7 separate regions of the Mus musculus genome follow, and regions 2, 3, 4, 5, 6 and 7 are each linked to region 1. Evidence: chromatin contacts called from public HiChIP or PLAC-seq and promoter capture Hi-C data. All regions are on one chromosome and are shown on one strand. The core of a region is the stretch at or near the end of the contact, and the rest is flanking DNA. Distances in the headings are between cores, read along the strand shown. Region 1 holds the start of Timm44 (translocase of inner mitochondrial membrane 44). Region 2 holds the start of Arhgef18 (rho/rac guanine nucleotide exchange factor (GEF) 18). Region 3 holds the start of Pex11g (peroxisomal biogenesis factor 11 gamma). Region 4 holds the start of Zfp358 (zinc finger protein 358). Region 5 holds the start of Pnpla6 (patatin-like phospholipase domain containing 6). Region 6 holds the start of Camsap3 (calmodulin regulated spectrin-associated protein family, member 3). Region 7 holds the start of Pet100 (PET100 homolog).

Region 1 (2,898 bases), core at 210-2,709:
TGGGTAGGTACCAGGAAACCACAAGAGCAGTATATTTGTGACAGTGTAACCCAATCTTTACTGAAGCCCACTCCACTTCTGCCTATCTCCAACAACTACAGAGGAGAACTTTCAAAGACAAACCAACAACTTCTTGGTGCAGGGAAAACTATGGAATAGACCTGTCATGCCCTGGTCAAAGGTTCTAAATACAGAGCCCCTCTGGGCAGAGAATCCAGTAACCTCATGAGAAAGACCCTTTTTGATCCTACCAAATGATGAACTCGTAGTTGTGTGCAGTTGAGTCCAGCACAGGTCCACTGAAACACAATGACCTAACAGAAGCACTTTTCATTTTACAAACTTTTCTTCTCCACTTTTTCCTAGCTATGTAATCACTGGTTAACATCCCAAACTCACATAGGTTGAGAAGTGAAGAGGATCAGGCTGTATCATTTATCACTGCACTGACTGCCAGGGTTGACTTGAATGATCTAGCTACTTGGTGTCATTTTCCCCCTTCCTTCCTTCCTTCCTTCCTTCCAGCTCCACGTGTGTTCTTCTCAAAGTTGCACATTTAGTCAAAGAGGATGATCTTTCTTTGGTCAAGCATATACCTGCTCTTCCCAGGTAGAACCTCCAAACAAGCTCTCAAGGTCCAAATGCATACCAGTATGGCTATAGTTACTGAAGTTTGCTCTTGGGATAACTTGTTTTACATTTCCCTTCCTCCTAATAATTGGCGATAGAATCATACTGAGCTGGGCTTTGGACCAGATCAGCAACCTACTAGCTCCGCGTCTGTGAGCAGATTGCTTAATCTAAGTTTCGCGTTCCTTAACCTAATGAGACTGGGTTAAACAATAGCAATATAAAGAACTATATTTATATTCTGAGTGTGTATTAACAGGACATTGACCTAAGTCAAGAGTTCTAGTTCTTATCCAGAGCAAGAACTACTTCCTGCACTTTCACGCTGATCATTAGAAGTGGAATTTAGGAAACACTCTCCGCTGAGGACTTGACATTCAAACGGGAACAGTGAATGTCACTTTAAAGAGCGAGAGAAAAAACCAAACTTTCATCAAGCTGTTTTCTCAATGGGGTATCATCTCCCCAGACACCAGGGACTCCCTCGTGCACGAGGGAACAGACCGACAGGTGAGAGGTGACCAGTTCCAGGGTAGCTTCGAGCATTGCCGCTGAATTCGGGGAAGAGGGGGTGGGGGATCAGTTCCCGCCCCAGGGCCTTCCTGCTACTTTCCCAAGCCTCGGCTGACCCAATGACCGAACCCTAACCCAACCGTGGAACCCATAAGAAAAAACGAGAGCGATCCGGGACTGAAGAGAAGGAGATCTTAAAAGCCGAGCGTCCAGACCCCTTATTTCTGCCCTACCAGCCCCGCACGTCTGCTCACCCGCGGACAGCGGCACCAGCCACCCCGCAGAGCTGCCGCCGCCATGTTGGAAGAGCCCGTGTGACCTTCCTGCGTCGCTCATCGATCGCGTCATCGGCTGCGCCGGCCTAGAACAGCACCAGCCTGGGAAAACCCGGGGGGAGGAGGAGGAGGGAGGTAGAGGAGAAAGAAACCCGATTGGTCTTCTGGGAGCCAAGTCTCTTATGCTTCAAGACATCAAGGATTCTGCGATCCAGCCTGGGAGGGGGCAGAGTTTAGGACAGGTAAGCCTCTTGTTGAGGCTCAGGGAGGAAAGCATTTTTGTGAGACCATCCGTGGTAAGGTGGGAACTACAAAAGGACAGAGGACTGGAGAGATGGCTCTGCAGTTAAGTCCACTGGCTGCTCTGGCAGAGAATTCGGATTCCGTTCTCGGCACGCACATGGTAGCTCACAACTGCCTATAACTCCAGATTCAGGGGATCCGAAACCCTCTTTTGACTTCCAAGGGTACCAGTCATGGAGGATAGACATACATGCTGCAAAACTCCTACCTATACACATAAAATTAAGATGATGCTAGGTGTGGTGGCGCACGCCTTTAATCCCAGGACTTGGGAGACAGAGGCAGGCGGATTTCTGAGTTCGAGGCCAGCCTGGTCTACAAAGTGAGTTCCAGTACAGCCAGGGCTACACAGAGAAACCCTGTCTCGAAAAACAAAAACAAACAAATTAAGATGACTACAAAAAGGCCTATTGGGGAGCATTCAGTACAGAATTGGGATAGCTCACATCTCAATGGTGGGTTTTTGTTGTTTTGTTTGACGGATTTTTTTTTTTTTTTGAGGGTCTCATGTAGTCCAGCAAGCAAAAGACTCATACACATAAAATAAAAAATTTATAAAAAGACTACAAAAGGGCAAAACCTTTGAAGTATTCAAACTGGTGCACAGATTGCCCCAAAACAAAGAAACAAAACTCCTATGGCTCAGTGTGTGTGTGTGTGTGTGTGTGTGTGTGTGTGTGTGTGTGTGTGTACTCTCCAGGCTGGCCTCCAATTTGTTATGTAGTTGAAGAAGACCTTGAACTTCTGATCCTCCTGCCTCCACCTCCCAAATGTTACTGATCACAGTTGTGCACCACAACAGAAGGTTTATGTACACTGCAGGGGATGGAACATAGAACCTGTGCATGCTAAACAAGCACCCTACCAAATGAGTCACAGCTCCACTCTGAGACAGGACAATGTTAGTGTTAGAGATAGGCATGTAGGTGGGTGAACTACAAAATATATATTTAACTGGAAACTAAACAAGGCTGATTAACTCTAGATACAGTTGACAATGACTGACAGTGCCTTGACCTGCCAGTTGCTCTCAGAGCAAGATTTTCAAACCACTTCTTCCTCTTCTCTCCTCCTCCTCCCCCTGAAATAAAGATTTATTAATTTACTTCATGTAATGTGGGCACACTGTTGCTATCTTCAGACACACCAGAAGGGGGCACTGGATCTCATTACAGAT
Region 2 (2,898 bases), core at 252-2,751, 920 kb before region 1:
TCTCTGCATGTGTGAATGCTGCTATTTGTACATTACTGTTTCCCAGAGGGCCACATTTGAGAACTCACAAGAGTTTCATGCTAAGAGACCACTCACTCAGTTCCAGTGTGGAGCCAAGTTTAAACCCTTCTTCTGCTCACCTTTTCAGGTACTGGTGTACCCATCCTGGTAGGAGTGAAGATAGTCTATATTCATTCCTATTATTAAGTGTGTATGTGTGTGTGCACATGTGTGCATATGTGTGCGTGTACCTGTATGTGTATTTGTTTGTGTGTGTATATATATGAATGTATATATGCAGGTGGCTGTGGGTATGTGCGTTTGTCTGTATATGAATATGTGCTTGTGTGTGCAACTGTCTGGGGTATGTGTGTTTGTCTGTGTGTGGATATGTGCGTGTGTGTGCATGCAATTGTGTTGGGTGCCTATAGAGGTCAGAAGGGGCACAGGACCTTCTATAGCAGAAATTAAGCAGTTATGAGCCACCCAGTGTAGGTGTTGGGAACTGAACTCAGGTCCTCTAGAAGACTAGCAAGCACTCCTAACCACTGAGCCATCTCTCCAGCCCTGCGCATACCTCTTGCCTTCTATTTAAACCTACATCTAATACCAGGTCTCTAAGGATGGACTTGGAGGGGAGAGGTGGGAGGAGCAGGGGGCCGTTTGGTCCTCTTACAGGTGCAGCAACCCTGAATAGATACATTTTTTCTACTTCTCACTGTTGTTTGCCCTGGTTGCCTAGACTTCCTCTGAAGACTGGGCTGGCCTCAGATTCAGAGGTGCGCCTGTCTCTGCCTGCCCAGTGGGATTGAAGGCGTGCACCACCACATGCACTTATTTTTGAGACAATGTCTCTCACTGAACCTGGAACACTGGATCAGACTGGGTAGCCTGCCCTTCCCTGGGATTCTCCTATCTGCCAGCTCAGTACTGGAGTTCTCACAGGTGGCCTTACCACACCCTGACTTTATTTAGTCAGGTGGGGGTGGGGAACTAAAATCAATTCCACTTGCTTGCACAGCAAGCACTTGACCCTTTGAGCCATTTCCTCGACTGACTTTCTTAGAATGAGTCGCTGAATCTGGTTTGTTAGGAGACTGCCAGGACTCAAGCTCTAACCTTAACAGCTCTGGTAACAGTGCGTTAGTTGAAGAAGTGGAGTTAGCGGTAGTGGCAGTATTTACACCGGGAAAACAGACAGATACCAAGCAGAATGATCGCTGGTAGACATTTACAAACCCAGCGTTCAGCTCCACATGTTTCCATGGGTCCACACACCCACATATGTGTCTGTCCCCATGTGTGTTCCAGCGTGTGTCTGTCTAGAGACATGTGACTTGCATGTCCCATGTGTCTCTGTTTGTGTGCCCGAGTGTTAGGGTGAGGCCCTCACACCCCGTTCCTCTTCAGCAGTTGGCGCCACAGGAAGCTGCCGGGTGGGGGTTCAGTGCTGCTGCCTCCCCTCCCCTCCCCTCGTGGGAGGCTTTACATTCTTTACTTTACTTCCCCGTGACGCCTACGGCAGGTACAGGCTGAGGGTGGACTCCCAGATCCTCATAACCCACCTCCATTTGTTTTCTCCTCTCCTTGCTGACCCCTGCTGCCTGCTGCTCAATATTGATGAAGACAACCATAAAAAGCCGGTGGCTTAGAAAGAGGAAACTGGGCAGAGTTGAGCCACTCTGTGGTTAGCCTGGCTCATGTGTCCCTTGAAACCCTGGTTGTGTGACATGGGAGCTGCAAGAGCTGTTAACAAAGCCAGTTACCTACCTGAGCAAGAATCGGGAACTCATGGGTGAGTGACTATCTTGAAGAGTGGTGGGCACTTCGGGATCTGCACGTCTGAGAGTCTGTGAGGCAGGAGATTGACTCCTATAGCCGGGACACAACAGTAAGAGAGTGGGGCAGCTGTTTGCACTGCAGAGATCAGGAATCCTAAAATGACCCTGGAGGGTGCTGGGGAGATAGCTCAATTGATAGGGTGCTTGCTTAGCATGGGCAAAGTCCTGGGTTTCATCCCCAGCACTGCATAAGTCAAAGCTGGGTGTTGTACGCTGTCAAGCATCACTTGGGAGATGGAGGCAGGAGGATTAGAGGTTTAGGTTATCCTCAGCTACATAGGGAGTTCAGAGGCCACCTGGTCTAGAGGAGACCTATGATGGAGTCTGAAGGAACCTTTTGTAAGCAAAGCCTGTGTGGGGACGGAGGAGTAGGGGGCCAGGGATGAGGGAGGAAGTCTAAGCGCCTTTTCAGCAGGTGTCCGTGTTTTGCCTTGTTCTGTTTTGTTTTGCTTTTGAATCTGGGTCTCACCATGCAGTCCAGGCTTGCCTCCAACTCCCAGCATTCCTACTTGTGCCTCCCCAGTTCTGGGGTAACAGGTATGCACGCATACCACCACACTGCAGCTTGACCTCTTCACCTTTCAAAGCATTGGCTCTGGGGTTTTGTTCAGCCTTGCCTGACACAGACTTGGAGAATCCTGTCTGCAAAGCAAAATTTTAAGGCTGACATCTGCTGAAAAGCCGATCTTTCCAGGTCTTCCAAATGGGGACCACCCTCTGCTCAATAGCCCTCCAGCTGTAGGCCCTTAACCCTGGGGAGTCACTGGTGGCTCCCTTTGTGGCCCAGTTTGAGGAACCTCCCACAACAACTGCCGGAATGGAGTGAGGTGAGGAGGCAGGCTGTGGTTTGTACCAGGCACACCCAAGACTACAGTTTCCTCAGTTTCTGTTGACTTTGTGCACTCTCGGGTGTAGGAAGGCGACCCCTGGAGCCATGTATCAGTGGATTTAGAGCTGACCACTCTAACGGAGGTGGTGAGTTAGGTAGGAGACAGGCTTTGAATGTGGCTCCCACAGGGCTGACCCTCCAAGAGAGTCACCCTGGTTTCTGAGGGAA
Region 3 (2,898 bases), core at 206-2,705, 810 kb before region 1:
AGAAAGTTCTAAGAGTCATCAAACTGCCAACCCAATCTGAAAGGTTTTTATCTTTTGTTTCTTTCTTTTGGTTGCTGAGGCTGGGTCTCACGTTCACCTCACTCACTGCATAGCCCAGCAAGTCACTGCCATGCCCCTGCCTCAGCATCCGCAAGGCTGTAATAACAAGCATGGGGCACTTAATCTGGCTAAAACTGAAAGCTTCTTTCGTTCTCTCTTCCTTTTTTAAAAGATGTAACATTATTCTAATTTGTTAATTTGAGACGGGGTCTCCGTAGCCCAGGCTAACCAGACACCGTGGTCATGATTAGAATTCCTGATCCTCCTGTTTCCACCTCCCAAACTCTGGAATGAGAGGTGTACAAGCATCTGGTGTACTTGAGACTGAGACCAAATCGTGCACAATGCACAAGCACTCTACCAATTGAGCCAACATCCCAGGCAAGGCAGAAGTTAAGAGGAGAGCTTGACATCAAAATCCAAAAAGTGCCACATAGCCGGGTGTGGTGAGGCACACCTGTCATCCCAGCCAGTATTTGGGGAGCTGAGGCATAAGGACAAGAAAGTTCAGGGTCAGCCTGGACTACAAGGTAAGTTATAGGCAACCAGAACTTCATAACAAGGTCCTGTTTCAACAAAGAAAGAAGAGGGGAAGAGAGGAGAGGGGAAGGGGAGGGGGGGAAGAGTTGCCATGGGGAGTCCCATTAGAGTGCTAGCTTGCTCACCAATGGTTGAAATGACAGAAAACAAAACTATTTCCCACCTCCTGGGCTCTCCTTTGCCCACAGGCAGGGGCATAAGGCTCTTCCGCCTAGCTCTGCCTTTAGCAGGACTGAAAAAGCAGTCTAGGTGGCAAAATAGCCATTTGCTTGGAAGACTTTAGAGAGGGGCCATTCAGTAAGACACTTAGAACACGGAAATTTAGCAGGCTCACCGCCCTTGTATCTTTGTTTCTTTTGTTTTGAGACAGGGTATCCTGTAGCCCAGGCTGGCCTTGAACTCCTGATCTTTCCATTAGAAGTGCCGAGATCACTGGCTTGTGCCAATATATCTGGTTTGTGCGGTGCTGAGGAAGGACCTAAAGGTTTCGTCTATGCTAGGAATGCAGTGGGCTACAGTCCCAGATCTTTTATTATTTCACTTGCTTATCAGAAATGATTAGTTTCAAGCTGTGTGTGATGGCACACACCTGTAATCCCAGCAATTCGGGAGGCTGAGGTAGGAAGTTCTCAGGTAAGACACCAGCCTGCCGACAGCCTGCTGTCATGTAAGACACCGGTCCCTTTAGGACCCCCTCTCTGGCCTGTTTTCCTCATCTCTGAGACCTGACCAAACTCCAGGTCACTCCGGTCCCGCCAAGGCCCCAGACTTCCTCTCACCAGGCGGTCCCGGACCCGGTGGGACTCCAGCGCGGAAGCCAGACGGTTCAGCAGAGCCATGGCAACTCGGTCGTGACGTCACCCAGGGCGGGGTCAAACTCCTTTGGAAAGGTCCGAAGGTCCGCGCAGGCGCAACTGCCTGCCCTTTGTCCGAGTACTGCTACCTTGTAGGCGTGCTAGCCCGAACCCAGTTTGCAAATGTATTACTGCCACGTCTGTCCTCCCTGCCCACGGACACCCAGAATGACCTTCTAAGCCTGTTGAAATTCGCTCCACCGCTGCTTAGGCAACTCCGCAAGCAAAATGTTTCAAAAATTAATTCATTGCCTACGGGCGGGGGGGGGGGGGAGCGGGGAGTGGGGACAATCAAAAGCTTCACTTGTGGGCTTCATGTACCTGCTTTATCAGTTTGTCTGTTCTGAGCATCTGTGACTGGTGTACTCTCACAAGGCATCTTGATTTTCACTTTCTTTGAGGGGTGATTAGATTTCTTTCTTTTTTTTTTTTTTTTTTTTTGAGGATTTCATTTAGTTCACGCTATCTTTGAACTCACCATGTGCTCAAACTGGCCTTACACTCCTTATTTAGTCTCCCAAATGCTGGATGATAGGCATGTGGCACAAGGCTCCAAGACATCATTAGATATGTTATATTAGATATCATTAGTTACCTGGCTAAAAGGCACCTTTAGAAGAAAAATGAGCTCGGCAGGGAACAAGTACCTTTAATCCCAGCATTCAGGGGGCAGAGGTTCTCCGTGAGTTCCAGGCTAGCCAGATCTACATAGGGAGCTCTGGGCCAGCAGGATGGCACAGTTGGTAGAGGCGCATGTAGGTCAAGCCTGAAGACATGAGTTCCATCCTTGGGACTGGCATAGTTGAAAGTAAGAACCCACTCTGGTGCTAGCTGTCCTCTAACCTCCACAGTTATGGTGTGGTGCACATGCGCGTGTGTGTAAAAACAACTACAAAATAGTCAAAGTTCTCTTCCACTCTTCCTTCCAGGAAGGACAAAAGTTGATCGCTAAAGGTGTTTGATCCATATCTACCTGAGCAGGGCACCCAGAGAATTCACCTTAACCAGCTGTGTTTTGTTTTGTTTTGCTTTGTTTTGTTTTGTTTTTTTGTTGTGTTTGGAGGAGTGAAGACACAAGTATTTTGAGTATTTGTTTTGAAACAAGATCTTATGTAGTCCAAGCTGGGCTCCAACTGAATTAATTTGTAGCCAAGACTGGCCTTGGACTCCTCCTGGTCCTCCTGCCTCAACCTCAGAAGTGCTGGCATGACAGGTGTGTGCCACCAAGTCTGGTTTGTGTGGTGCTGGGATGGAACCCAGAGCTCTCTGCATGGTAAGCTAATGTTCTATACTGAGCCACATTCACAGACCCCAGAACAGTATTTTTTTTTAAAAAGATTTATTTATTATTATAAGTACACTGTAGCTGTCTTCAGATGCACCAGAAGGGGGCATCAGATCTCACTATGAATGGTTGTGAGCCATCATGTGGTTGCTGGGATTT
Region 4 (2,898 bases), core at 208-2,707, 780 kb before region 1:
GGCTAACGTCTTCCAGAAATCAGCTCTTGGTCCAGCCTCCTGGACTGCCTCTGGTGTCACCTGTCATTTGAATAGGAAGCTGAGAAAATGGAAGGATCAGAGGGCAAAAGGTTACCTAAAATTAGTGAAAGATTCTACTATCAACAAAAACTCTGTGTGTGTGCACTTGTGTGATAGAGACAGGGGAGGGGGAGAACTTGTACTTACACATATATGTGGACTAGAGAGATTGACTTCAGGTGTCTTCCTCAATGGGTCCCACCTTATTTTAATTTTTTAAAATTGCATTTATTTATGTAGTGGTGTGTGTATATCTTCCATGTGGAGGTTAGAAAATAGTTTGATCTTTCCACCCATGTTGGTCCTAAGGAATCAGACTCGGGTCCTTGGCCTTTCACCAAGCACCTTTACCCACTAAGCCACTTGGTTGTCCCTCCAACCTTACTTTTTGAGACACAGTCTCACAATGACCCTGGGAGCTCACTGATTCAGCTAGACTGGCTGGCCAGTGAGCCCTTGGGTCTTCTTGCCTCAGCCACCTCAAAGCTAGGATTCTAGATACCCACCACTGAATCTGTCCTTCCACATAGGTGACAGAGATCTCAAGCCAGGTCTTCAGCTTCTGCAACAAGCAGTTTACCGACTGGGTCACCTCTCTAACCACCTGTCTTACCACAAACCATCACCCACTGAGCCATTTTGACAGCCCTAAACTTTCTGAGATAATACTAGATGAAGAAAAGACAAGTGCATATTTAAATTGCAGGCCTTCTCAAAGCACACCCTCCCCCGGCCTCTTGCTTATATAATTTGAGTATCATGATAGCTGGTGTTTGAAACAAGATAGAGAAATGAAAAAGAAGGCAAGACAAAGGTAGGCAGAGACAAAAGGCAGAGGCAGAGAAAATGACTGGGCCAGAGGCAAAGAAATTAAAAGAGGAAAAAATAAATTACGGTAGAGAAGGAGAATGGGGAAAAAAGGAGGACTGGAGAGATAGTTCAGCATGTAAAAGTGCACGGCCAAGCCTGCAGACCCTGGTTCTATCCCTGGGATGGAATAAGGAGAGAACGGACTCCTGGAACTTATCTACTGATTTCCCCATGCGCAACACGGCATGCATAGGCACTGAATCCATTTTTTAAAGAAGATAATGAAAGAGATGGAGAGGAGGGGACAGAATGGAAGAAAGATGGACAGATGGAGACAGAGATACAGATGGAGAGTCAAGATCGGGGGTCGGAGAAGGGGCCCGAAAAGTCACATGGGTGCATGGAGGGTTAGGGTGGCGCGGGTTGGTAGGGCGCAAACAAAGACTGGACGCGCGCCAGCTCGGGTGGCCCTGGTCGGGACAAAGGCTTGGCCCGGGGGCGGGGGGGTGGGGTGGGGCGGCGCGGGGGCAGCGATGGCGCCGGCCGCGGAGGGCTCGAGCGAACTACAAGTCCCAGCAGCTCCCGCAGCGGCCCTCGGCCGGCCCCTCTCGCTCCCCGGGAGTGCCTGGCGGGGCCGCTGGGCCGAGGGGGCCGCCAGCGGGTCTGGCGATCGGTGGGGTTTCCTGCAAGCCTGGGGCGGGGAGACACCGGCTGGCCAGCGCGAGTGCAGCCAGGCCGGGCAGGGGCGAGGGGCATCGGGTGAGTGACCCCGAAAGCGGATCGGGCTGGATTGGGGAAGGCTGGACAAAAGGGGGAGGTGGTTGGGAGGAGACCCCTCAACACTAAGAGCAGGGTGCGGGGCGCGGCCCCAGGCTATCTCTACGCACCCCTTGCAGAGTACATGGTGCCAGCGCTCTACTTGGGGGGTCAAGGTGGCGGACGCGGTGGGAAGGGGGTCCGGAGGAGCTCAGGCCTAGTACGTTTATCCGGCCAACGGCGGGACCACCCCCTAATCTACAGTGAATCTGAGATCCGGATGGGTGGAGGCGCCCGCTAGCTCGGAACCCACAGAACAGAACACCTCCTTGTTTCAGAAGGGGGTTCTTTTTTTCTGGAAACCAAGAGAAGCTTGGGGCATTGTTCTTCCTATGTGGGACTTTATACTCCATAGTGTGTGTGTGTTCAGAAGGGAGGTGTCGTGTTACCTCAAGAATCCCAAGAAAAATCCCAGTTATTGTTATCTTCCACATTCAGTCTTAGGATGTAGAGCTCTGGAAGCTCATTTTCCCAAGAGATGATCGGGGTGCACCTGCCCTCTGCACATCTACGAGACAGATGTGAGTTTCCATTCAAGATGGGAGTTCATGAGGCTGCTTCCTTCGAAGGCAATCTAAAAATACCTTGTCTCCAGAAATCTGGGCGGAGACCCCGGGGTACTGCCCACTAATCTCCAGCAGTTGGGCCTAGGTAGAGAAACTGTTGGGGGAAACTCAGCGCCCCTCTGTGTACTATCTCCTGACTGTGAGGTTGGGGTCAGGTAGGTCTCCCTAGTCCCCTGGAGCCCAGCCCAACAAAGAGTTCACTTAGCCCCAAGGTAGAGAGGTGTTACTCTTTCTCCACATCTGCCTCTTTCCCTAAAACAGTCTTCATACCCTAATCAAGGAGTGTGTGGTTCAGGAACTCCCTTCCCTTGAAGACATTCCTCCTCAGCCCTCTGTGCCCCACCCCCCAGTTCTCTCTGTAACCCCCCAGAGGCCCCCCCCCAAGCTATAGTTATCACCGGCTCTTCACCAAGGGGTTAAAATCCACAATCTTATAAGCCAATTGGAAAATTGCTATATTAACTGCTCTCTCCACCCTCTGGCTGTGGAGTTCTTAGTGATCCTTCTGCCCCTTTCCCCAGAAGGGGGCCATGTATGCACCCCTCCTTAGTTTTGAAAAACGTTATTATTTTGTAGCCCAGGCTGATCAGATCTGCCAGCCTCATCCTCAAAAGATGCTGGGATAACAGATGTGTGCCACCACTGC
Region 5 (2,898 bases), core at 271-2,770, 760 kb before region 1:
CAGACCATTCATATTCCTCACTATCACTAGATAGACAATGACCACTTGATTCTCCTTGATACCCAGCCCCCCAGACTCCTTACAAGATGTTTGCTGGGTAAATTCTGCCTCCCTGCTACCCCACAGTCCTCTGTGCTCTCATCTAGGAAACTACAGCCTGCAGGAATGCTACTTCTTCTTTGTACCCTATAAGACACCACACACATACACATGCACACACACACAAGGCAAATATACATAACTATCCAAAAGTCAGTGCAGCTAGGTGGCTGCTTGGGACATTCCCTTCATCTCTTGAGAATTCTAGATTGAGGAGATGGGAGCCCGAGGAAGAGCATACTTGTAGAAAGGAACATCCAAAGACTGGGAGGCAGAAAGGACCTGGAGAAATAGCAGTGGTGCCAGGAAGTCACAGGGAGAATGTTCGGGGACTCTGCCTCATTCTGAGGCACTGGCAGTGGATGTGTGCACTCTTTCCCACATGGATAGAAGCTCTACCACAGGTACATTACTGTCACCCAGGCCCTAAGCAGCCACACTGAGTCTCGCTGCAACACTTGGATATCACGCAGGACCCGTGGATGCAGGAGTTCAGGCCTTATGCCCACTAACTCTTTTACACTGTTCCAGCTGAGATGCTGGGTTACTAAATACCAGTCTAGGCTTCTGGCCCGCAGCAGAAGGCACTGAACCAATGAGCCTGAGACCTGCGGCCACATCCGGGGATAGGGAAGATTTCTACAGTGAAGCAAGCCACAAAGCAAAGGTCCAGAAATGAGACCCAGAGTGGTCACATCAGAGCAACAGCAGGATGTCCAGTTGGCCGGACCTAAAGAGCACTAGAGGTCAGGACCATCTTTCATGCTGAGTTCGGGGAATCGTCTCTTTCCAGCACCCAGGAGGTACTGGCACAGAGAAGAGTGAGCTCCAGGCCTACATCGAGCAGTGCCAGGATAGCCCCACATCTGGCAAGTTCCGTCGTGGCAGTGGCTCAGCTTGTAGCCTTTTCTGCTGCTGTGGAAGGTTGGAGCCCCAGATCTGGGTTGTGGATTGATTAGAGGCTGGGGGAAGAAGTGTGTGCCAGAGAGACTGGGTGCCTCTTTTTTCCATTTCTCTCTTCCAGGGACTCCCCGGAGGACCATTCGCTGCTGGTGAACTGATCCAAGATGATTGCCACTAGACTTTATCCCCATGTACTGCTGGGACCCCAGCTTATTTATTTTTAGAATTTGCTTTAAAAGATCTGCGTCTGACAGGCCTTGTGAGGGCTTGGGCTGATCGAATCGGACACAGGGGAAAGGGAGGGCATGTAGGGCGGCTGTTAAATAAAAGGGAATGTAAATGCGGTGGTCTAATTTGTAACAGGTGAGGCAGCCCTTTCATAAATCGTCAGCTCCTTTAAGAGGCCGCCACACTAGGCATGGCTGGCGCAGTGCGACCTTCCAAGCATGGCGGGAGGCGGGGATGGGGCGTGTCCTGCAGCGGAATAATTTAAAGGTGCCGCGTCTGAGGCAGCGGGCAGAAAACTAGGGGTGTTGGCCGAAGCTGGGTGGACCTGGTTGCAGCTCCTGAATGGTACGAGTTTCCATCGACCGAGCAAAGGTGTCCCTTCGAGGACTGTTAGAGAGCTTCAGCTTTGCCCCGGATCGATTTGTCCTGATTCCGGGTAGGTCCCGACTTTTTGATGCTCCAATACCACCCCACCCCCATTCCTAAGTTCCTTGTCCCGGTGTTTCCGCATCGGTAGTCAGATGCGACCTGGAGTACGGAATGGAAGTAGTCAATCTAACAATTTTCCAGGTAACATCTCAGGGCCCTGCGATCCTTCTAAATTCCCATTAATAATAGTCTAAAGGCATCAGAAAGATCTCCAGCGTCCCAGGAGAGTCCCGGTAGCGTTCCTACCTTCCCCGGTATCTTCCTGGAAGCTCCTAGACTCCTAAGTAGTTATGTGTATCTCCGGATCTCAGTAACTTTCCAGTGCGTCGTTCCTCCTACCCTCCCCCAATTCCGGCGTCCCTGGTTACACATCCTGCATCATTTCACTAATCCCAGGGATGCTCCGCACCGCGAGACCCGGTAACTTTCCTTTTACGTGACAGTTAAATCTCCAAGCCCGAGCCTATAACACTTTGGGAGCTCATCTTACTCCGATGGCCCTAGAGCCCCCTTTTCAATAGATTGCACAGCAGTGCTTCCAGTGCACGCCCCAGCTTCCTTGATGGGCCCAGGCTTGGGTCAGGAGCCCAAAGTCCAATTGTCCCTCAGCCTCCTGGCTTACAGGTCCTGGTTTCTTCTGGAGTGAGACATCGCGTCTTTACAGGGTGTAGGAAGGGGTCTCGCCTAAGGGTTGGTTAATCAAGAGTAGTCAGACATACGGAAGGCCAGGCTAAGGAAGGAACCACTGCCAGAAGAGATCATGGCTTAAGGGCACCTGCCAGCGAGCTGCTGACTGTGGGTGCCAGGACGGCTACCCTTTTGGCCACAGGGTGCAGATGAAAACGTTACGGAGTCTGGTCCGCCTTATGCATAAGTGAAGTAGGACAAAGAGCTGGGGGCTGGTCTCATCCCTTGATCTGGGCGGGGAAATCAACTTGCCCCTATCCTTCTGTCTAGCAGTACCCCTCTAGACGCTCTCACCCCAACCCCGGCGAATGGAGGAGTCACTCCAGCCAAAGGTATCTAGGGGGCGTGGCTTGTGAGACGAGCTAGGGGTAAGGAGCCTGTAGGCGCTGCTGGGTAGGCTTGATTGACATCTTGTTCTGGTCCCTTTTGCTCCTCGATTTCCAGGACTGCAGGCTACAAGACCTGCTACCTAGTCCGAAACAATCGATGGAGGCCCCACTGCAAACCGGAATGGTAAGAGTTGGGGAATTTTTGTACCGGACTACAACTCCC
Region 6 (2,898 bases), core at 229-2,728, 690 kb before region 1:
GAAGGCCTGCCCTCCCAGATTGCCACCCCAGGACAGCTAGTGAGTGAACCATTTATATCCACCTGAATCCTCAGGAAAATGTGGCAGTTTTTGTAGCTGCCAAGGGCCGGGCAGTGGTGCCACATGCCTTTAATCCCAGCATTTGGGAGGCAGAGGCAAGTAGATTTCTGAGTTTGAGGCCAGCCTGATCTACAGAGTCAATTCCAGGACAGTCAGGGTTACACAGGGAAACCCTGTCTGGAAAAACCAAAATAAATAAATAAATAATAAAAAAAATAAAATCATAGCTGCCAGCCTTTTTCTAAGATCCATCTAGTCAACAGAGGGGAGTCCCTTAGGTTCTGCCTCACCTCACTCAAGCCACCTGTAACACAGGCCCCCAAACAGTGAGTGTTCCAACCCAGTTCTGTAGATAAATAGATTTGTATTATGGAGCTGGGAATGCTGAACCTGAAAACACACACACACACAAAAGACTGTTTATACCAAAAAAAAAAAAAAAAAGTATGCACCTACACATCATTAGTCACACACAGAAAGCCCCATGCACACAACCACACCCGCAAACACACAGATCCTCTCAGACCCTTACCTACATCTAGTCAGAGGCTTTCTTCAACAAATACTGCAGATATCAAAGGTACACATCAGGACATTTGCAATCCACCTAGTAACCCTACAGAGCTAATCTCACATACACAGCTTTTCTCCTGCCTAAATACACCCACTTGGTATCTCTGCCATCTTCCTGCCCTGACAGAGTCAACAATTACACCCTTATATGATAGATGTGTTTAGACTCACATCATTCTTTCTCCCCCCGCTCTTTCTCTTCCTTCATTTCCAATCTTAGAACACAGAAGGTTGTACAACACAATTCTTTGATTTTACTTATTTATCTCATGTATCCCAGGATCACCTTGAACTTACAAAAATTCTCTTCTTCCCACTTCCCAAGTGCCATGATTCTAGGCATGTACCTACCACCATCCCTAGCTTATTTGGTGCTTGGGATGGAGGAGAAGGTTTTGTACATACCAGATAAGGACTCTGTCAACTAGGGCACAACCCTAGCCACTTAATACAAACCATTGTACCACAACAGGTTTGAAACAGTCACCTTCACAAACAGATGACATCACAAATCTAGATACCTATAGACAGAGATGTTCACAGGTACTCTCAAGCAAGTGGATACAAACACATTCATTTTCTTTTTAAACTAGGACAGAGTCTTGCTGTGTAGCCCTGGTTGGCCTAGAACTTACTGTATAGTAATAGCCACAAACTCCATATGCATATGTGAACTCCACCTGCATATGTGTGGGATCAAAAGCCTACATGGACATCCATGACAAAGGGTCCCTAAGCCTCTCCAGGGTCCGGGAGTGAGCAGGAACACACGCGCGCGCGCGCACACACACACACACACACACACACACACACACACACACACACGAGAACGCATACAGGGACATGCGTTCTTCTGCAGCCCTTCCCTCATCCGCCATCACTGCCGCCCTTTGCAGCAGGAGGACCTATGGAAGCTTTAATGTCAGTGGGGACCCATGTGGACCCAGGAGCCAGAGAGAACTGAGTCCAATCTGGGGGCGGGGCGCACCTGGGTTCCGCCTTGGGGCGGGGTCGACGCCGCGTCGCCAGCGCGCTCGACCGCACCTGGTTCAGCGGCGCCTCAGCAGCTTTATTAGTAACAGCAGCAGCCGCGGCGGCAACCCGATTCGGGGTGGCGGAGGCTCGGCAGCAGCGCAGCGCAGCGCAGCGCACGCAGCCCAGCCCATCAGAGCGCGCGGACCCGGGCGGCCGTAACCCCGGCGTCGCCATGGTGGAAGCGGCGCCCGCAGGGTCCGGGCCACTGCGGAGGACTTTCCTGGTCCCCGAGATCAAGTCTTTGGACCAGTACGATTTCTCTCGAGCCAAGGCGGCGGCGAGTCTGGCGTGGGTGCTGCGGGCCGCATTCGGGGGAGCAGGTAACCCGAGGGCCTTTGGGGAGGGGACCGGGGGAGCCAGGCTGGGGCGCGGCAGGTGCGGGGGGCGGGGCGCCAAGCCGGGGCCGTGGGAACAATAGCTTCGGGGCTGCCTAGGGTCCCCGAGCTTTTGGTCTTTGCTAAGCTGGGCCTCCAAGCTTCCTGCTCGGACGGGGCCCTTGGACTTTGCCCGCCCGGGTCGCTGGAACGCAGTCGGGGGTGGGGCCCGCCAAGAGGCTGTGCGCCTTGGGACCCCGGGATCAGAGCCCCCAGGTGAGCAGGGGTGGGGTCTGCAGACCAATTTTGTGTGTGGTGGGGGAAGGGTCTCCTGGTAGTCCTCTGCTTCCCGCCTCCCACCCCACTCCTCAGACCCCAGGGCCTAACTGCATGGCCAACTCCCCTTTCACACACATCAGAAGCCTGTGATGGTTCCTCCTACCCCCACCTTCCCTATCTACCCTCACAACGTGTACGCGGTGGCTTGGACCCCGCAAGGAGCGTTTTAAGAGATCAGAGCTACAGCTCAGTGACTGGGACACAAACCCTGCCTTGCCGGTGGCCAGCGTGTGTGTGTGTGTGTGTGTGTGTGTGTGTGTGTGTGTGTGTGGTGTGTCTGGGACCACTCTTTCGTCTCGATGGCCCCGTAAAGGCTGGCAGTTGTGACTTATTGCCACATTTTCCTGAGGATTCAGGTAGGCATAAATGGCTCATTCACCAGCTGTTCTAGGGTGGCAGCTCGGGCGGCCAGGCCTTCTCTTATTGAAGCCACCCCTTTTCTCCTCCCTTCCGCATGCCCACAGGCCTGAAGGACTAGGGCCATTCCTACTGGGCAAATGAGGAAGGTGGATTATCAGACCTGGGAAGGCTCTCCAAGTCCTGGCTTTGGGCAGCTTCAGCCACCACAGGATAGAAC
Region 7 (2,898 bases), core at 283-2,782, 650 kb before region 1:
TCCCAGACATGATTTCTTCCTCTATTGAAGCTGGATCACCAGATATTAGCTAAAGCAGTGGTTCTCAATCTACGGCCACTATGCCTTTGAGGACCAAAAAAATCCCTTTCACATGGGCTGCCTAAAAACACCAGAAAACACAGATATTTACATTATGATTCATAACAGTAGCAAAAGTACAATTATGAAGTAGCAATGAAAACGATTTTATTGTTGGCAGTTACACAACATGAGGAACTGTATTGAAGGATCACACATTAGGAAGGTTTCAAACTACTGTGCTAGATAGAGTGTTAGTTTAGACCTCTGGCTCTCAGCACTCAACTGCCCACACAGATCTCTTAGTTGTTAAGGAGACTCTGCCCAGATATCAGCTTTGTTCAGTAAATCTCACTCCCTGGCCCCAATCCTCACACTCTTAAGAAGTCTTTGACAATTTCATACATATATACAAGGAGTTTTGGATATCTTCACCATCCATTATTTTCTCTTATGCCCTTCCCATAATCCCTAGCGTCTCACAGCACTAGGGCCAGAGGCCTGGCCGCTGTCATGGACAGCTGGTTGTATCCAGGCACCACACACTTCCTCCCGGACATCAGGCTTTTGATCCTTCACGCTTACACTATCACCACCGCACCTATCTTCATACCTGGCCTGTATAATAACATTTTAAAGTTTTGTTTTGTTGCTCTTGAGACAGGGGTCTCACTATTTGTTCTAGCTGTCCTGGAATTCACTATATAGACCACACTGGCCGCAAACTCACAGAGATCCACCTGCCTCTGTCTCCCAAGTTCTGGGATCAAGGGCATTCACCACCACACCCAACCCAAAGTTTTAAAGTTTTTAACTTATTATTTTCCCCAGCCTCTTCTCAGGTGGCAGATACCGGTGATCTCCATGAGTGCATCAAGCCGTTATCCAGAATCCAGAACACTAGCCGGTCACTATGCCTATCAAAATCCACGTCGATTCACTCTCATTCCCCTCCTGGCCTCTTAACCTCAACAGCAGCTCCTCACTCGAGCCATGAGGGTACGTACGGTTCTTTATTCCCGGTCTGATCAGTGTTTTGACATGTCGCCCCATGGACTGGGGTCTAGTCCCCCCCCGCCCTCCCCCCCCGAGAGCCAGACTCCGATCCTGTAAGGTATCCAGCTTTGGATCTTCCCTAGCGAATCACCCTCCACCTCGCTGCAGACTTACAAAAACAAGGTCCGGCCGCTCGGAACGCGGAACTCGCGCCATCACCACCATCTTCCTGGCTCTCCAGGTACAGACGAGAGTCGCGCTCTAGTGGCGTCACGCACAGAAGGCCCGCCCTCTTCGAGACAGACCCGTTTTCTATTGGCTGCACCGCACTTTGACAGCACCGCTTGCTCTGTTAAATTTTGAGTGGTTAAGGAAGTGACCGGAAGCAAAGGGGCGCCGGAAGATGACGTCACAGACCCGGGTTCCTGACCACTCCGCTTCCGTATTGGCCCTTGGGCAGCACCAATGAGGTTTTGCATTACTGGACAGTCGACTTTGGGCGGAAGTGGCTTCGTAAAACCGAAGAGCGAGATGGGGGTGAAGCTGGAGGTGTTTCGGGTCAGTGAGTTCTAGGCGTTGGACGTCTGGACCCGGGGTCTTTCAGAAAATGAAAATAGATCTTGGAAGTGAGAGAAGCGCAAGGCAGGGAGGCGTTCCACAGAGAAAGTGTCTGAGACTTGTACTGGCACCCCAGCAGAAGGAGCACTAGATGTGGGGGCTTAGAATGGAGGGAAGCGTCTCAGAGATGGGAGAGCTGAAGAGGGTGGTTCAAGGAAGGGAGGCTTCAGATCCAGAGTGGGGTTTCCAGAAGGAGAGCCCAGAGCTCATGATGGGTCTCAGATAGGATTTCTAGAAGTAGGAGAATATATTTGGAAAAAAAAAAAAAAAAAAAAGAGGGCCCTCTATATGAGATGCTACGGGTGGGTATCAGATTGGGAGTTAATAACATCTCAAGGATATGTGTTTGTAGTAGGAACCCTTGGACTGTTAGTCTCTCTCTTCCTTTCCCTCTCTTCTACATCCTTCGTGCACGTGTGCCTGTGTGTGTGTGTGTGTGTGTGTGTGTGTGTGTGTGTGTTTGTGTGTGGTGGTGGTGGAAGGGAGTCGTGGACAGAACTACTACGAGTAAAATCTGCTTGATCATGAAAACCAGGCTTTAAGGTGCCAGGTTTCTGTTCTCCGGGTAGGATTTCTGGGGTTCCCGGGGAGCCCCTGAGGCTGAGCTCCGGACCTGTCCTTTGGGCTTCCCTGCAATCTCCCTGTGCTCCACCCACCTCTGCTTTTACAGATGTCCCTCTACCTCACTTTCCCCGTGGTTATGTTCTGGATCTCCAATCAGGCTGAGTGGTTTGAGGACTATGTTGTCCAGCGTAAGGTGGGTATCAAAGTGCTTGATGGATAATTCCTGCGGAAGGGAGGGTATGAAGCACCAACTTGCTATTGAGATCCATTGTCTGCCTCTCATGAGTCAACCCTGTTGTGGATGTGGGGCTCTGGATTCTCCTGCCTTGTGTTCTCACCTGTGACTTTGTTCCACAGAGGGAGCTGTGGCCAAGAGAGAAGGAGGGTCAGGTCAGTAACCTGTTTTCCCCAAGGAGCTGAGTCACTCTTACCTAGTTGGGCTTGGAATAAAGATTTCACCCTCAGCCATAGGTAGGAAAGTGGAAGCAGCAGACTGAGTAGGAATTCCAGACTAGCCTGGGCTAGAGACCTTGTCTCCATAAAGGTTTCTTGTTGTTTGTGATGGTGTATACCTACGGACACTTGGAAGGAGGAGTAGGAGGAGTATCAGATTGAAGCTAGCCTGGGCTGCATGGGGATAGAGAGAGGGAGACAGGAGAGGAAGCTGTAATTCCAGCATTC

What was found. HiChIP or PLAC-seq counts read pairs in DNA pulled down with a chosen protein or histone mark. Capture Hi-C pulls out chosen DNA fragments and counts their contacts.
Region 2: a contact with region 1 is called in a promoter capture Hi-C map of liver, with 2.6 times the contacts expected there. The contact joins the promoter of Arhgef18 here to the promoter of Timm44 in region 1. A contact is called at or near these places in 1 of 484 Hi-C or Micro-C datasets (embryonic stem cells), 1 of 115 datasets of contacts at active chromatin or transcription factors (microglia) and 1 of 9 other capture datasets (liver).
Region 3: an H3K4me3 HiChIP or PLAC-seq map of the SCID.adh cell line shows a contact between it and region 1, with 10 times the contacts expected there. The contact joins the promoter of Pex11g here to the promoter of Timm44 in region 1. A contact is called at or near these places in 1 of 39 promoter capture datasets (stem cell-derived epiblast-like cells), 4 of 115 datasets of contacts at active chromatin or transcription factors (the SCID.adh cell line, bone marrow-derived macrophages, memory CD8 T cells and 1 more) and 2 of 9 other capture datasets (liver and macrophages).
Region 4: a contact with region 1 is called in an H3K4me3 HiChIP or PLAC-seq map of bone marrow-derived macrophages, with 5 times the contacts expected there. The contact joins the promoter of Zfp358 here to the promoter of Timm44 in region 1. A contact is called at or near these places in 7 of 39 promoter capture datasets (erythroid cells, hematopoietic stem and progenitor cells, hippocampal neurons and 3 more), 9 of 115 datasets of contacts at active chromatin or transcription factors (astrocytes, bone marrow-derived macrophages, embryonic stem cells and 4 more) and 2 of 9 other capture datasets (liver and macrophages).
Region 5: an H3K4me3 HiChIP or PLAC-seq map of stem cell-derived neural progenitor cells shows a contact between it and region 1, with 5 times the contacts expected there. The contact joins the promoter of Pnpla6 here to the promoter of Timm44 in region 1. A contact is called at or near these places in 11 of 39 promoter capture datasets (the 3T3-L1 cell line, the C10 cell line, cranial neural crest and 7 more), 1 of 484 Hi-C or Micro-C datasets (CD8 T cells), 10 of 115 datasets of contacts at active chromatin or transcription factors (astrocytes, bone marrow-derived macrophages, embryonic stem cells and 3 more) and 4 of 9 other capture datasets (adipose tissue, embryonic stem cells, liver and 1 more).
Region 6: an H3K4me3 HiChIP or PLAC-seq map of embryonic stem cells shows a contact between it and region 1, with 7 read pairs. The contact joins the promoter of Camsap3 here to the promoter of Timm44 in region 1. A contact is called at or near these places in 1 of 39 promoter capture datasets (embryonic stem cells), 1 of 115 datasets of contacts at active chromatin or transcription factors (embryonic stem cells) and 1 of 9 other capture datasets (adipose tissue).
Region 7: a contact with region 1 is called in an H3K27ac HiChIP or PLAC-seq map of embryonic stem cells, with 6 times the contacts expected there. The contact joins the promoter of Pet100 here to the promoter of Timm44 in region 1. A contact is called at or near these places in 8 of 39 promoter capture datasets (3T3-L1-derived adipocytes, the C10 cell line, embryonic stem cells and 3 more), 1 of 484 Hi-C or Micro-C datasets (uterus), 17 of 115 datasets of contacts at active chromatin or transcription factors (CD8 T cells, astrocytes, bone marrow-derived macrophages and 8 more) and 2 of 9 other capture datasets (liver and macrophages).

The regions. Positions count from the first base shown.
Region 1 is chr8:4,274,446-4,277,343 of GRCm38.p6, forward strand. Timm44 (translocase of inner mitochondrial membrane 44) reads right to left here and starts at 1,460. Exons shown (of 13, transcript NM_011592.2): 1 at 1,398-1,460. The coding sequence starts at 1,442.
Region 2 is chr8:3,351,936-3,354,833 of GRCm38.p6, forward strand. It overlaps Arhgef18 (rho/rac guanine nucleotide exchange factor (GEF) 18), which reads left to right and starts at 1,502. Exons shown (of 29, transcript NM_001370668.1): 1 at 1,502-1,795. The coding sequence starts at 1,792. Gm30369 (a long non-coding RNA gene) reads right to left here. Exons shown (of 5, transcript XR_870091.2): 3 at 1,771-1,872.
Region 3 is chr8:3,466,193-3,469,090 of GRCm38.p6, forward strand. It overlaps Pex11g (peroxisomal biogenesis factor 11 gamma), which reads right to left and starts at 1,456. Exons shown (of 5, transcript NM_026951.3): 1 at 1,380-1,456. The coding sequence starts at 1,439. It also overlaps a transcript of Tex45 not described here.
Region 4 is chr8:3,491,681-3,494,578 of GRCm38.p6, forward strand. Zfp358 (zinc finger protein 358) reads left to right here and starts at 1,458. Exons shown (of 2, transcript NM_080461.2): 1 at 1,458-1,629.
Region 5 is chr8:3,513,891-3,516,788 of GRCm38.p6, forward strand. Pnpla6 (patatin-like phospholipase domain containing 6) reads left to right here and starts at 1,521. Exons shown (of 35, transcript NM_001122818.3): 1 at 1,521-1,666; 2 at 2,620-2,678; 3 at 2,791-2,859. The coding sequence starts at 2,655. It overlaps Mcoln1 (mucolipin 1), which reads left to right. Exons shown (of 14, transcript NM_053177.1): 13 at 893-1,023; 14 at 1,124-1,342. The coding sequence ends at 1,160.
Region 6 is chr8:3,585,972-3,588,869 of GRCm38.p6, forward strand. Camsap3 (calmodulin regulated spectrin-associated protein family, member 3) reads left to right here and starts at 1,479. Exons shown (of 17, transcript NM_027171.3): 1 at 1,479-1,988. The coding sequence starts at 1,841.
Region 7 is chr8:3,620,019-3,622,916 of GRCm38.p6, forward strand. It overlaps Pet100 (PET100 homolog), which reads left to right and starts at 1,533. Exons shown (of 4, transcript NM_001195244.1): 1 at 1,533-1,593; 2 at 2,324-2,410; 3 at 2,575-2,607. The coding sequence starts at 1,567. It overlaps Xab2 (XPA binding protein 2), which reads right to left and starts at 1,278. Exons shown (of 19, transcript NM_026156.2): 1 at 1,210-1,278. The coding sequence starts at 1,260.